Regions from separate parts of the Anas platyrhynchos genome. Here region 1 is linked to region 2. A link is a contact called in public Hi-C data. All regions are on one chromosome and are shown on one strand. The core of a region is the stretch at or near the end of the contact, and the rest is flanking DNA. Distances in the headings are between cores, read along the strand shown. Region 1 overlaps SNX19 (sorting nexin 19). Region 2 has its middle 33 kb from the start of ST14.

Region 1 (5,317 bases), core at 716-3,215, 240 kb after region 2:
GGCCTCTTACACTGCAGCAAGGAGTTAAAATTTCAGGCTACACTCACATGGATTAGGCAGCAGCTGCTTCAATGCCAAAGGTCCCCATGTCAAACTTCAGGAGGGAAATCCAGTGCAGCTGCACTCATGATTTCAGCCCAGTGGAAAAGCCACTCTGTCATCTCTAGAGCAAGAAGCCAAGCGATTGCTGCATGCCACAGGCTGGCCTGAGCCCCTCCTTTCTGGAGTGGCTCAGCAGGAACAGCACCACCAGCACTAAGAAGGAATGTGTGGCAGTCTGCACCTGGGAACCACCAGGACACATGCCCTTACTCTCTAAGCTGGGCCGTTCCCTAAGTGGTTGTGCAAACTGCCTCGAACTGGGAAATTGTTGCTTTGCCTTGCAGGAAACCATCCAACCACAAAGGTTGGGAACACTTCTCAGTGCCTTGGCACAAGCAGACTCCATCATGGTAAACGGACTTCCAGAGATGCCAATGCACTGGAGGGTTCCCCAGCCTCACCTGCAGCTCCTGACCCGTCTCTGGTGCCCACTTACCAGGCAAGATCCCCATCAGGCTCTGCAGGGCCTGCTCTGCTGCTGCTTTCTTCTGCTCCTCTGTCCTGGCTGGTTTAGGCACTGCTGGTAAAACTCCTCCGGGCCAGATGGATTCCTGCAGCAGCTGGAGGTACTGGACCCAGCGCTGGGTGCAGGTCAGGTTCACCACTTGGACCTCCAGCCACCTGTGGCACAGGGCAGGAGAGAGAGATCAGAAATGTCAGACTTGTACCAACTACGGAGCTTTCTGCTGAGGCCATGGAGGAGAAATCACCTTGCTGGGCAAGTTAACATGCACTTTTCAAGTGTGTATATACATAAAATACATTTTCACAAGTTAAATTAGCTGAGTTTTCCTGTGCACCAGATTTAGGTAAATGTTTCCCATCTTACAAACACATGTGAAGTCACAAAGGAAAAGCAAAAAGTAGTGAAAAGCTCCATTGCCCTGCTGCCCACGTGAAATCAAATGAGTTAACGGGTCTCTGGAGACAGCCTGGCTAAGGGATACGACTGAAGTGATGTCCATGCACAAGCAGATGACAGAGCTCAAAGAGCTGGGAGAACCACCCCCATCTCGATCTTCCAAAACTGTTGCTTTAACTCTAAAACAATCGCTGTGAACGACTGGAAGGATGTGAACGTGGTCTGGCAACCAGCACTCCCCTCATCAGCCCCTCTGCTACTAAGAGAGTCAAGGGTGTCTCGTTGGGAGACCAAAATGCACCCTCCCAGGACGGTGAGGCATGAATACCCTGCTGCTTCACACTCATCTCCCTGCTCCCCTGCTGCCCAGCCCAGCCCTGTCCCCCTGTTGCAGGCAATGAACTCACTGCAGCTCCCATCCAAACCCCGTGCTGCTCATCTATTAAAAGGAAGCGTAGGAACCTGCCAACAAAACCACTCGCTGGCCCTCCTGCTGGGCCAAAGCGTGCCCTTTATATGGCAACAACCTGCAAATCCCAAGGCTGCGCCGCAGGAATGTCACTCCACAAAAGGGCCCTGACGTGTTTGCAGCCAGGGCAGGGGAGATTTGTCAACGCCACCCAAGCTGGTCAGGGGAAGTTTCTCCATCAATCAGGCGGACCCTCTTTCCAAGGTGTTAAATCACTTCCCTGTGCAGCAGCAAAGGCCATGGCCATCAGTCAGGACTCACCACCGCCTAAAATCTTTCCCCGCCAGAACAAGGGGGAGCCAGCGGCCAAATCCTTGACGCCACCGAGGTCAACGGGAGGGTCCCCGTTGACTTCTTGTGGCTGGGACTCGCCCGCGGCCGCCGTCCTCAGCAGCAGGAGATCCAGAGACAGAGAGGAGCGTTGGGCTGGGGTGGGCAGGGAGAAGGCTTGGATTTCGCCAGCACTTCCAGAGTCCCAGAGGAGAGGAGTCCGCGAGCGGGGCCAGGAGACCCGTTCCTCTTGGCAGCTGGCGTTCGTGCTTGCAATTCCGTCACCACTACGCCCCGGCAGCTCACAGTACATCCAAGAGCATGGGCCCTGCCAAGGCAAACTTTATTTAACCTGCGCTCTGCCAGACTGTCTGCATTCTTCTCAGGCGAGGCATTTGGGCCAAGGGCGTCTTTCCCCATGCAACCAGGGCAGCGCCACCAGAACATCAGGAATAGCAGCACCTAAAGGTAAGCGGGCAGAAGGGCAGGTACCGCTCCCTTCCTCAGCAGGAAACAAGATGCCTAGCTGCAGGCTGGTAGGGCTGCACACCTAGGAGAGATTAGCTGCGAAAGCAAGGAGTGTTAAACCTGAACGGAGCCTCGGTGCAGCAGTGAGGCCAGCAAGCCTCAGGGCAGGGCGGTGCTGGTGCTGTGCCATCCCAGGAACAGCACTGGGGATGGAGACACACGGCCTTTACACCCCGTCTCGCCAGGGACCCCAAGTACTGATGCTGCTACAAGATAGTGCGAGAGATCCACGGCTTGGCTGCCACCAGAATAACAGGACGAAATGTCACGGCGCTGTCTTGTCTAGGAAAAGGCCACGTCTGAAAGACAATTGTTTAAAAGAGTTTATCTCCAGCAATCCGCAGAGTTTAACACCTTTGGATTGTGTAAAGCCTTCCAGCCATCCCCGACCAAATTAAAGTGCTAAACTGTGGCTCCTCGAGGGACAAGAGCTTTCATTAACATGTTTTCATATACAATCTGTTTTCCTAATTGAGAAAACATCTGACAGGCAACAGAAGTTCAGAGACTTGGGGACGGAGCTGCAAACAGAACAACCCTGCGTCTGGGGACAACGGAGCCAATGTTGACTTGAATTTCACCTCAGCAACAGTCACTTGTCATCCTTTAAAAGGTTGCAAAAGGCAAAGAACAAACTCTCTTCTTCTTAGGAACGTTCCTAAAATAGCAAAAATTCAAGCAAATAGCGCGGAGAGTGAAAGCTGAACTTCGAGAAGACAGCACACATTTCCAGACAGCTCAAGAGCAGACTGAGAAGTGACGAATGCTGGAAGGCCCCAAACAAACAACCTTCCATCTCTAGCTCTTTTAGTCCTATAAAGTCCCCAGGACGAGGTGACAAGGCCTAGAGGTAACACCTACAGATCTTATCCCGTGTGCATGCACTTGGGTTATGCACGTGCTTGCAGGTCTTCGCTCCCACAGCTGCAAAACACAGCAGGTGGATTTTCACTCCCTCTGGCAGCTCCCTGCCTTCCCGTTTGGGAAGAGAAGAGCAGGAAGGGCAGCAGCTCAGAGGATGGACACTCTGGTGCCCTTTGCCAGCCTACTGGTGCGTGGACCCATCCCAAAAGCAGTAGGAAGAGAGGAACCATCACATCGGTCCCTCTGGCTCAGCACCCTTCCTGCAAGAGCAGCTGATGCCCTCAGATGTTCCAAAAGGGATGATCAGCCTGAGCAGCATTTATTAAATGCCGAGGAGCAAGTTAATTCCTCAGCGCTCACAGCTCTATCTGCAACTCAGGAAGGCTCACACCTAACTTTACTGAGATCCTACCTGAGCAAACCCCAGGTTTCTGTGGCAAACTGACCTTTCCATCAGGCCTTGCTGCCCCAGTGCTAGGCCAGGCTTAACAGTTGACACTTCTCACACAGGAACTCCAAACACGTGGGCCCAAAGCTGACCTCCACCAGCTGATCACAGATGATTTTTCATACTATTAAAGGATGAAACATTTGAGATCCGTGTGCCACATCAAAAATGCACAACCCCCTGCTCCCAGGTAGAAATAAATCCAGTAAGAAACACAAATAGAGCTATCTTTTTTAAGTTACTATTTCCGTTCTGGTATTTCATGAAGAAGTAGCCTTAATAAGAAAGAAAGAAAAACAAACCCATCACCAAACCATCTCCTTACACTTCAGTGGAGACCAGAAATAGAGAGCAAGTGACCTCCTGGGCTCAGACGTTCAAATGCTTTGATAATGCCCAATGCAAAAAGGCAGACTGCAAAGGCTACGAGGTCCTGGCCGTTTGTCTGGAGGAGCATAGCTTGCCCATGCTGTAAGGGTCCTCCGTTTGAAATAGCTGCTGATGGAGGAATGAAATGGCTGCTAAAAAAGAGCTGATTTAATGCCATGGCTTAAGCTGGAACTCCAAGGTCAGCTGAAGGGGCCCATTAAGAGAGAACAGCAGAAATGCCCTGGGAATGAGAAACAAGGCCTGGGTGGTACATACCTTGGCTCTTCTCTGCCCCCTAAAAGTACCGGGGCTGCTAATGCAGGGCAGCCTAGATAAACAGAGTCAGGAAGGACAAAGCACTGTGTAAGGACCAGGGTTTACCTGGCTCCTCTAAGTGGCCTGCCCAGATGGTTCACGTGCAGAAGGAGAGCTCATCTCCATGGGTAAAGGCTGGAGAAGTTGGGTTTGTGTTGTCTGGAACAGAAAGAAGGACCATGAATGGTCCAGTGGACAAGAAGATATGAGTACTATCCAAACTTACACACATCTGCTCTGCGCTGATAAACCTCTGCTTAAAACTGCTAAATTCATTTGAGCTGAGGAATCTTTGGGTTAAGTATTCAAGAAAACCTTCTAACACTGATTGTGACTGAAATCTGAGGCAACAGTAACTGTGATTCCCCCCCAAACTGGGGGTTGCAAGGATTCAGACACACACAACCTGGAGCCCTTGTTAGGACGAAGAGGAAGATGGGAATGCCTCTACTAGTCTGCTTTAGCTGTATAAGTACAAAAAGCTCTATAAATACAGATGATTTGTGCAGAACAGTAGCAAGTCCAGCTCAACATCTACCACCTTCCACCCCAGAACAAGGCCCCCATTTCCCCGAGGTCAGTTAACACGGCGTGGCTAACCAGGAGCTCAAAAAGGGCCTGTGAGACCAAGGTAGTGAAAAGGATTTAAGAAGAAGGCAACATCTGGAAATGCACAACGTAGTCAAGCATCTGACTCCTATGAATTCAGGAAAGGCTGATATTTAAATCACCAGCCCATCCCTCCCTTCTCAGTACTTGTCCCCCAAATTCTTCCCCAAATTGTGCCTCAAACCAGAAGAATATCCTTAGCTCAAGGGCTCACAAAGAGCAACATTTCAATGCTTTGACTGTAAAACATTTCTTAGCAAAGCTTATAAAACCGAAGGAACAGCTGCAGCAGGCAGTTAGAAGCATGGAAAAACACAAAGGGAGCGCTTTTGCCCCCAGGCTCAGCTTTTAGCACCTGCTACTCCAGCCCACGTTCACCTTCCCCGCACGGCCGCCAGCAGCAACACGTGCAGCTGAGTGCTGGCACGCTCTGCTCAAACACCTTCAGAGCAAACCCACACTTGTCCAGGCCATCGGTAAA
Region 2 (5,929 bases), core at 1,457-3,956:
CACAACAAACCCAGTGGGGATGGAGAGCTGCTACACAGACTTCTCAGAACATAAAAAGGGCAAACAGCACACTGAACCGTGGGGAATTCACTGCAGCAAGGGCAGGTGAGAGCAGCAAACCTCACATTGCCTAAGTAGAGCTGAAGGGGGGACAGATCTACAGATCTTTTAGGGCTTTGTCTTCTCTGGCAGGCAGCCTTCTGTGCTGCCACAGCCGCCTGCCCGCAGCAAGCACACGCTCACACTGCCAGGGAGGGAGTGTGAGTGGGTGCTACCCACTACTGCCTGTAGCTCTCCAGTACCCTCAATAATCTCCCAGCACCCCTGGTGCTGCCTACAGCTTCCTCGTGCCCCCTAGTGCAGTCCAGAGACCCCCCAGTACTCTCCAAGTGTGTCCCAGCATTGTGCTGAACCTCCCAGTACAGTCCCAGTACCACCCAGTACTTTCTAGATCCTCCTGCGACACTCCCAGTGCCCTCCAGTGTTGTCTGGAGATGCCCAGCAGGCAGTGGGAGGATGCAGGGGGTCTCTGGACAGCACTGGGGGTCACTGGGAGTTTGCTGAGTAGCTCTAGGCAGCACTGGGAGCGTACAGGGAGGATCTGGGCAGCACTGGGGGGCACTGGGAGAGTTCTGCTACCACTGGTGTTATATCTGCATGTGCTCCTTATCATCTGTGTCACTGCCTCGCAATCGCAGCTGTGCCAGCAGGGGGACTCACTTCACATGCCACTGTCTGGTTGTTGACTTGTTTCCCGACTCGTATTCCCCAGCCTGCTGATGGGGAGACGAGCAAAAAAAAAAGAACAATCCCAAAATTACACCCCCCCCCCCCCCCAGCAGCCAAGCTTCCACGTGGGCTGCCTGCACGGCATCCTTCAAAAAACACCTCAACCCACGGGGCAGGCTTCCCACCTCACAGCTACCTGTTATTTTATGATTATTTTTGTTTTATTTTATGTTATTTTTACCTGTTTCTGTGCCCAGCAGGACCCTGACGGTGCTGCAGGACTGGGGCTCCTCAGCCCGGAGGGGCAGCTCCCCCCTCTCGCCCCCCAGGCCCAGGTCCAGCAGTTCCCAGCTCCTGTACCACTGCCTTACAGCATCACCCCAAGGGCAAGAGGAAAATGCCTTTTCTCCCCTCCAGACCTCGGGGGATGTCAAGTGAAACTACAGACAGACAGGGCAGCAGACACAGAGTTCCTGGAAAGCGCCTGCCCCAAGACATGTGTCCCAGCGGTCTGGCACAGCTGGCAGACAAACTGGGACAGAGCCAGGGCTAGGATGGCAGGGCAGGGATGGAGGTGTGCGAGGTGGAGGGGTCTGCCCACGTCTGGGAGCACAGAGCTTGTCAGAAAGCAGGAGCAAGCAATCTTTATGGGGTGTTCCCAGCAGCTGCTGCTGGACGCGGAGCAGACGAGCAAGCCACCGCCGCAGAGCACCGGAGCTGGCACCTAACCCAGCACCGTCTCTCCCGGAGCTCACAGCAGGGAATGAGAACGACCCCAGCTTGTACAAACCTCTCACCCACCGGGATCAGGAGGGGCTGTGGCAAAGGCTCGTCACCTCGTCTGACTCCAGCTGCCAGGCAGTTCGGCTGCTCCAACAGGGGCTTTGGCTTTCTCCAAGGAGCTGGGAGTCTCTCGCTCCGCACTGGTGACCTTAAAATCAAGGGCTGAAATTAGATGCCTGCTTTCAAGCAGATGAAGCTGGACAGATTCTTCCAGTCTAGGTCTGCATGGGATCTATCAGGGAGATGTGGTTCGTTCTGTATGAACAGCACGGACTTTCCCCCTACCTCGCTCACCCCAAAGAACTGCAATACCCTCAGCTAGAGCCAGACCCCGGTTTCTGTATGACCAACAGACCAACCAGAAAAGCAAACATAAGAAAAGAGCTTCTCCAGAGGCTGCAGCAGGCAGAATGAAACCTGCAGCCTTTCAGTTCCAGGCTGACTTTTAGCAGAGGCCAGCATGGCACTGATGAGCTTCATCAGTCCAGCACTGAGCATCTATCAGGCCTACTCAGAGGACACGGCATCCGCCCTCCCTGATTTACAACCTCTCTTAGAGCAGCCCAGAGGACTTCAGATGGGATGCTGGAGGCAGACAATTGCCCCTCTGACCTGCCAGGTTAAGCACCCACAACAGAGGGTGGCTGTGCCTCCAAACTGAGCAATTGGCAGCTTCTGCTCGAAAGAAATTCAGAGCAGCTCCCACGGGACGTGGCAGTGAGCTGCAGTTTGGTTGTCTCCCTACCAGAAGGACTCACATTTTAGTCAGCGAGAAGCAAATAACTGCAGGACTGGTAAATCCACCTTGGGACCAGCCATCCGGGACGAATTCTTTCTGTGGCACGTCAGCACCGCAAGGCCTTGCCTCAGCAGAGCTCTCGTGTGATCCTCAGGGTCTCTTTGTGCGAACACAGCTGGCTACAGACACGGCAGGCAGGGCAGGAGACATTTTGTGGCACCACGAGCAGACAGGCAGCAACCTTCAGAGGGAGGTGGGATGCCCACCGCAGCGCCGCTCCTCCGAGCAGCAGTGTCCTGGCCTGGGGTTCATTGGCACAGGTAAAATCTTTCACATCTGCTGCACTTACAGTAAGAGGGATGACAGCTTCGTTACGAATGCACAGAGCTTCCAAAGAAGAACAGCATGGAGGGTTGCCTTGGAGACTGCAGTAAGCAATGTGCTGCCAGATGACTGGGTCTCATACCACAGCAGGCACTTGCCAGAAGGGTGATCTCAGCGGTGCGCGCTGCATTATCAAACATTCCTTGAAGGAAAGACTGAATCTGTGCAAGGATCGGGTGAATCAGGCTGCAGGGAAGGTGGTTCTTTATGTTACCCATTAGTCATGTTCCTTGGCTTTGCCCACCCGCAGCAAGCACCACGGCCGTGGCGCTCAGCGGAGCGGAGAAACCTCCTCACGGTGCACACCGAGGCTGGTGGGGCTGCCAGGGGACACAGACACACCAAGTGCCCTCCATCCCCCTGGCAGAGACACGAACACAGGGCTGTTCCCCACGTCTGGTCAAAGAAGAAAGGTTGAGAACCCTTTTACTCATTTTGGATAAAGCATAAAACAGCCTCCTGGGGAACCCCAGACAAAATAAATACCAAGCTGCCCATCACGTTGTGTTACACCACCACAGACCTCTCAACTGCTACCAGCTTTCTGCCCTAAACATTTCTGCAGTTATCTGAGCTGGGGACCATTAGATTTGCATCTAGTTTTGTCCCCTGCATAACCACACTTTAAATATTTATTCTCTTCTTCTTGTGCTGGCTCCCCTCTGACAGCGTCTCCAAGGCCTGATCCCGCTCATCCTTCATGGAAGATGGCTTTATCCCATCGTGACCAATCCAGTTAGCAGACGATATTTTAAGAACTACTTCAGCATTAGAGTCAAGCTACTGGTTACACAGCATTGGCAGCACAGACAGGATAAGCAAAGAAAGCAATCCATGGGAAAATCTCCAGCTTGTTAAGAAAAAACAAGCTTCTCGAAGAAGTGTTAGGCACAAGCAAAGCCCCAAAATAAAGAACAGCCACTACTGCACGTTCAGGTTGTCATTTAGTTCAACATTTCAGGGGTAATTTTACCAGTTTTCACCAGCTACAGGTATGCTTACATGCTGTAGAAGAAAACCTTCCATGAACCTCTAAATCCTGTAAGAACCACAGGTCTTGGGACTCGTACTACTTACACCATCAATGTCTTTGAGACAAGTGTCACCATCGCAGCACCATCATATTCTCCTTTCCAGCACCATAACATTCTCCTTTCCAAATATCCTTTTTCCAAATATCCAAATTTCTCCTTTTTGCTTAGGACAAGCATCAAAGCCACCCAGAAAGAGTTAACCAGTGCTCATATAACCTAATGAGCATTAGCCCACCGTAGCTTTTTGCTGGCCACTCTGTGGGGCTGGAATCAGGGAGAGGAACAGATCAGGTGGAGCATTAGGAAAACAGCTCTCATGGCAAGAAAACTGCCAGGCCTCCCAAGGGAAGCGATGAAAACCCTGCTGCTTGAGTCACTTCAAACTGGACCAAGTACAGGAAAATCCAGTGTAGGGAACAAGCCTTCCCCATAGGGGGAAAATGGAGAAGTTGGATGACCTCGGATCTTTCCCATCTCCGGTTTATGTGGTTCCAGAAATCTGCAGAGGCAATAGCTTACACCACACACAACAGGTAAGTCAGATGATCTATTGTTGCTACCAGACCTGCTGTGGAGTGAGCCAGCCTGATCAGCGCAGCTCATACAAAGGTTTGGGGCTCTGGACTGCCAGGACCACACTCAGCTTGAGGTGAGGTGCTAATGGGAGCAGAAATGTCAGCATCCAGAGGAAAATCCACACCCTGTGCAACAGCCAGGGCACGGCAGCTGCCTTGATGGGTTTTAATCTCAACTGCTTGAGTCGCCGAGATTAAACATTTAAGGCAGACGTTATCTGAGAAAGGAATTTACACGTCGCATAGGGGAAGTGTCGCTTTTAAGCCTTTTCAGACAAGTTCTTCTAGTCCCTCTCTATGTCCACAGCCTCAGCAAAACAAAGTCAAGGAAATATCCCCAGTAACACCGAGCAGGATACTGCTGGCTTTGTCATCTAAAAGCCACATGCTGCAGAAACAGTTACCTACTACTAGCTGGAGTGAGGGAGAAAATTCCACTGGGAAAAGCTCGTTCCTTGATTATCGTCATCCCTTCACACTGTAGAGACAACTGCTGCTAATGCCTGGAAGAGACAGATCATTAGTTTCGTAGCAAACCCCGGCAAGGACAAGATAACTCGAACACACAGTTCATCCATCAGAGACCTGCAGTGGCCACTGCACTCCCCAGTCTGCTAGCAGATCAGCTCACAAAGAGGAATCAGCCCTCGGAGTCTGCCTGGATCCCCGCGAGGCAGCAGCTGCCCATGCAGGGACACTTGCCCCTGCCAGCGACTTGGCAGGGCAGCGAGGAGGTCTATTACTATTGCTATGCTAGCAGAGAGCCAGCCTGCTTGTTGAAACATGGTATTTGCAGGATGATGAATTCTGATTTCAAGATAATTTATAGCCTCGGTAAATAAACAGGCTTATGGCTGTTTAAACACTGTTTAAACAGTCATATACAACAGCCCTGGGCAAGCATGCTGAAGAACAGAAGAGCTGTCTGAGCTGGGAACAGATAGCAGAAGAAAGCAAGTACAAAATACTTCCCATCAGAAATGAAATGCTTCCTCTCTCAAAAACAAAACAACCCCCAACACAGCTCTCATTCACCCTTCTCCCCCTGTCCGTGCCAGAAATTCAAAACATCTTTAGCGTGACACGGTGTCGGGTCACCATCCACCAGGTGCCTTTTACACTGCTTGATGCGACTGGCTGTACCTGAGCTCACACCGATTTCACCCCACCTGTTTGGGCAACTGTATGCAGTAAAAATTGTACTTACAACATTTTTTTTTCTTTTTAGATGGGATTGACAGGACTAGAAACCCTGGCAACTGTTTCAGACAGCAAATTAAGACACCTTTGAAAGCAGGGCCTTGGGGATCTGCTTTCTGCTCTGTTACCGGAGGTGTTTCAGAGTCAAGGACGTCTTTGCTCCTTCCCTGCCCTTCTGTTTTAAATGTATTCTTACAGGGAAGCTGCAGTAACCTGCTGCTCCAAGAACAAAAGAAATCATTAGGGGCTGGAGACACCAATCTGGGAGAAAGCAGCTAAAAGGTAAATGACAGGAAACAGCCCGGGGTTACTGAAACGCACTAATCCTCTTTTCAGTGGAATTATTCTGGACAATGTAAGGGGCTGGATATTCCCTAATAGTCATGGGATGAGAGGAAAAGGAAAGTTTCAGCTGCCTACCAAGGATTGCTCCCAGGAGGAAGGCTCAGATGAATCTCTTCTTCCAGGGAAGGGACAGAACGTTC

Evidence for each region. A called contact is a pair of places that touch in the nucleus more often than the background predicts.
Region 1: a Hi-C map of subcutaneous adipose tissue shows a contact between it and region 2, with 1.8 times the contacts expected there. The contact joins two enhancer-like sites. A contact is called at or near these places in 2 of 8 Hi-C or Micro-C datasets (liver and subcutaneous adipose tissue).

Annotation. Positions count from the first base shown.
Region 1 is chr25:4,761,291-4,766,607 of IASCAAS_PekinDuck_T2T, forward strand. SNX19 (sorting nexin 19) reads right to left here. Exons shown (of 11, transcript XM_072027587.1): 9 at 539-723. Among named protein-coding and RNA genes, the nearest start is that of SNX19, 18 kb to the right of the region's middle. Within about 2 kb of position 1,966, at least 1 of the 8 cell types and tissues checked has an H3K27ac peak or open chromatin away from gene starts, as enhancers often do. A contact at or near this core is called in subcutaneous adipose tissue, where this site is marked.
Region 2 is chr25:4,519,740-4,525,668 of IASCAAS_PekinDuck_T2T, forward strand. No RefSeq gene overlaps it. Among named protein-coding and RNA genes, the nearest start is that of ST14, 33 kb to the left of the region's middle. Within about 2 kb of position 2,707, at least 3 of the 8 cell types and tissues checked have an H3K27ac peak or open chromatin away from gene starts, as enhancers often do. A contact at or near this core is called in subcutaneous adipose tissue, where this site is marked.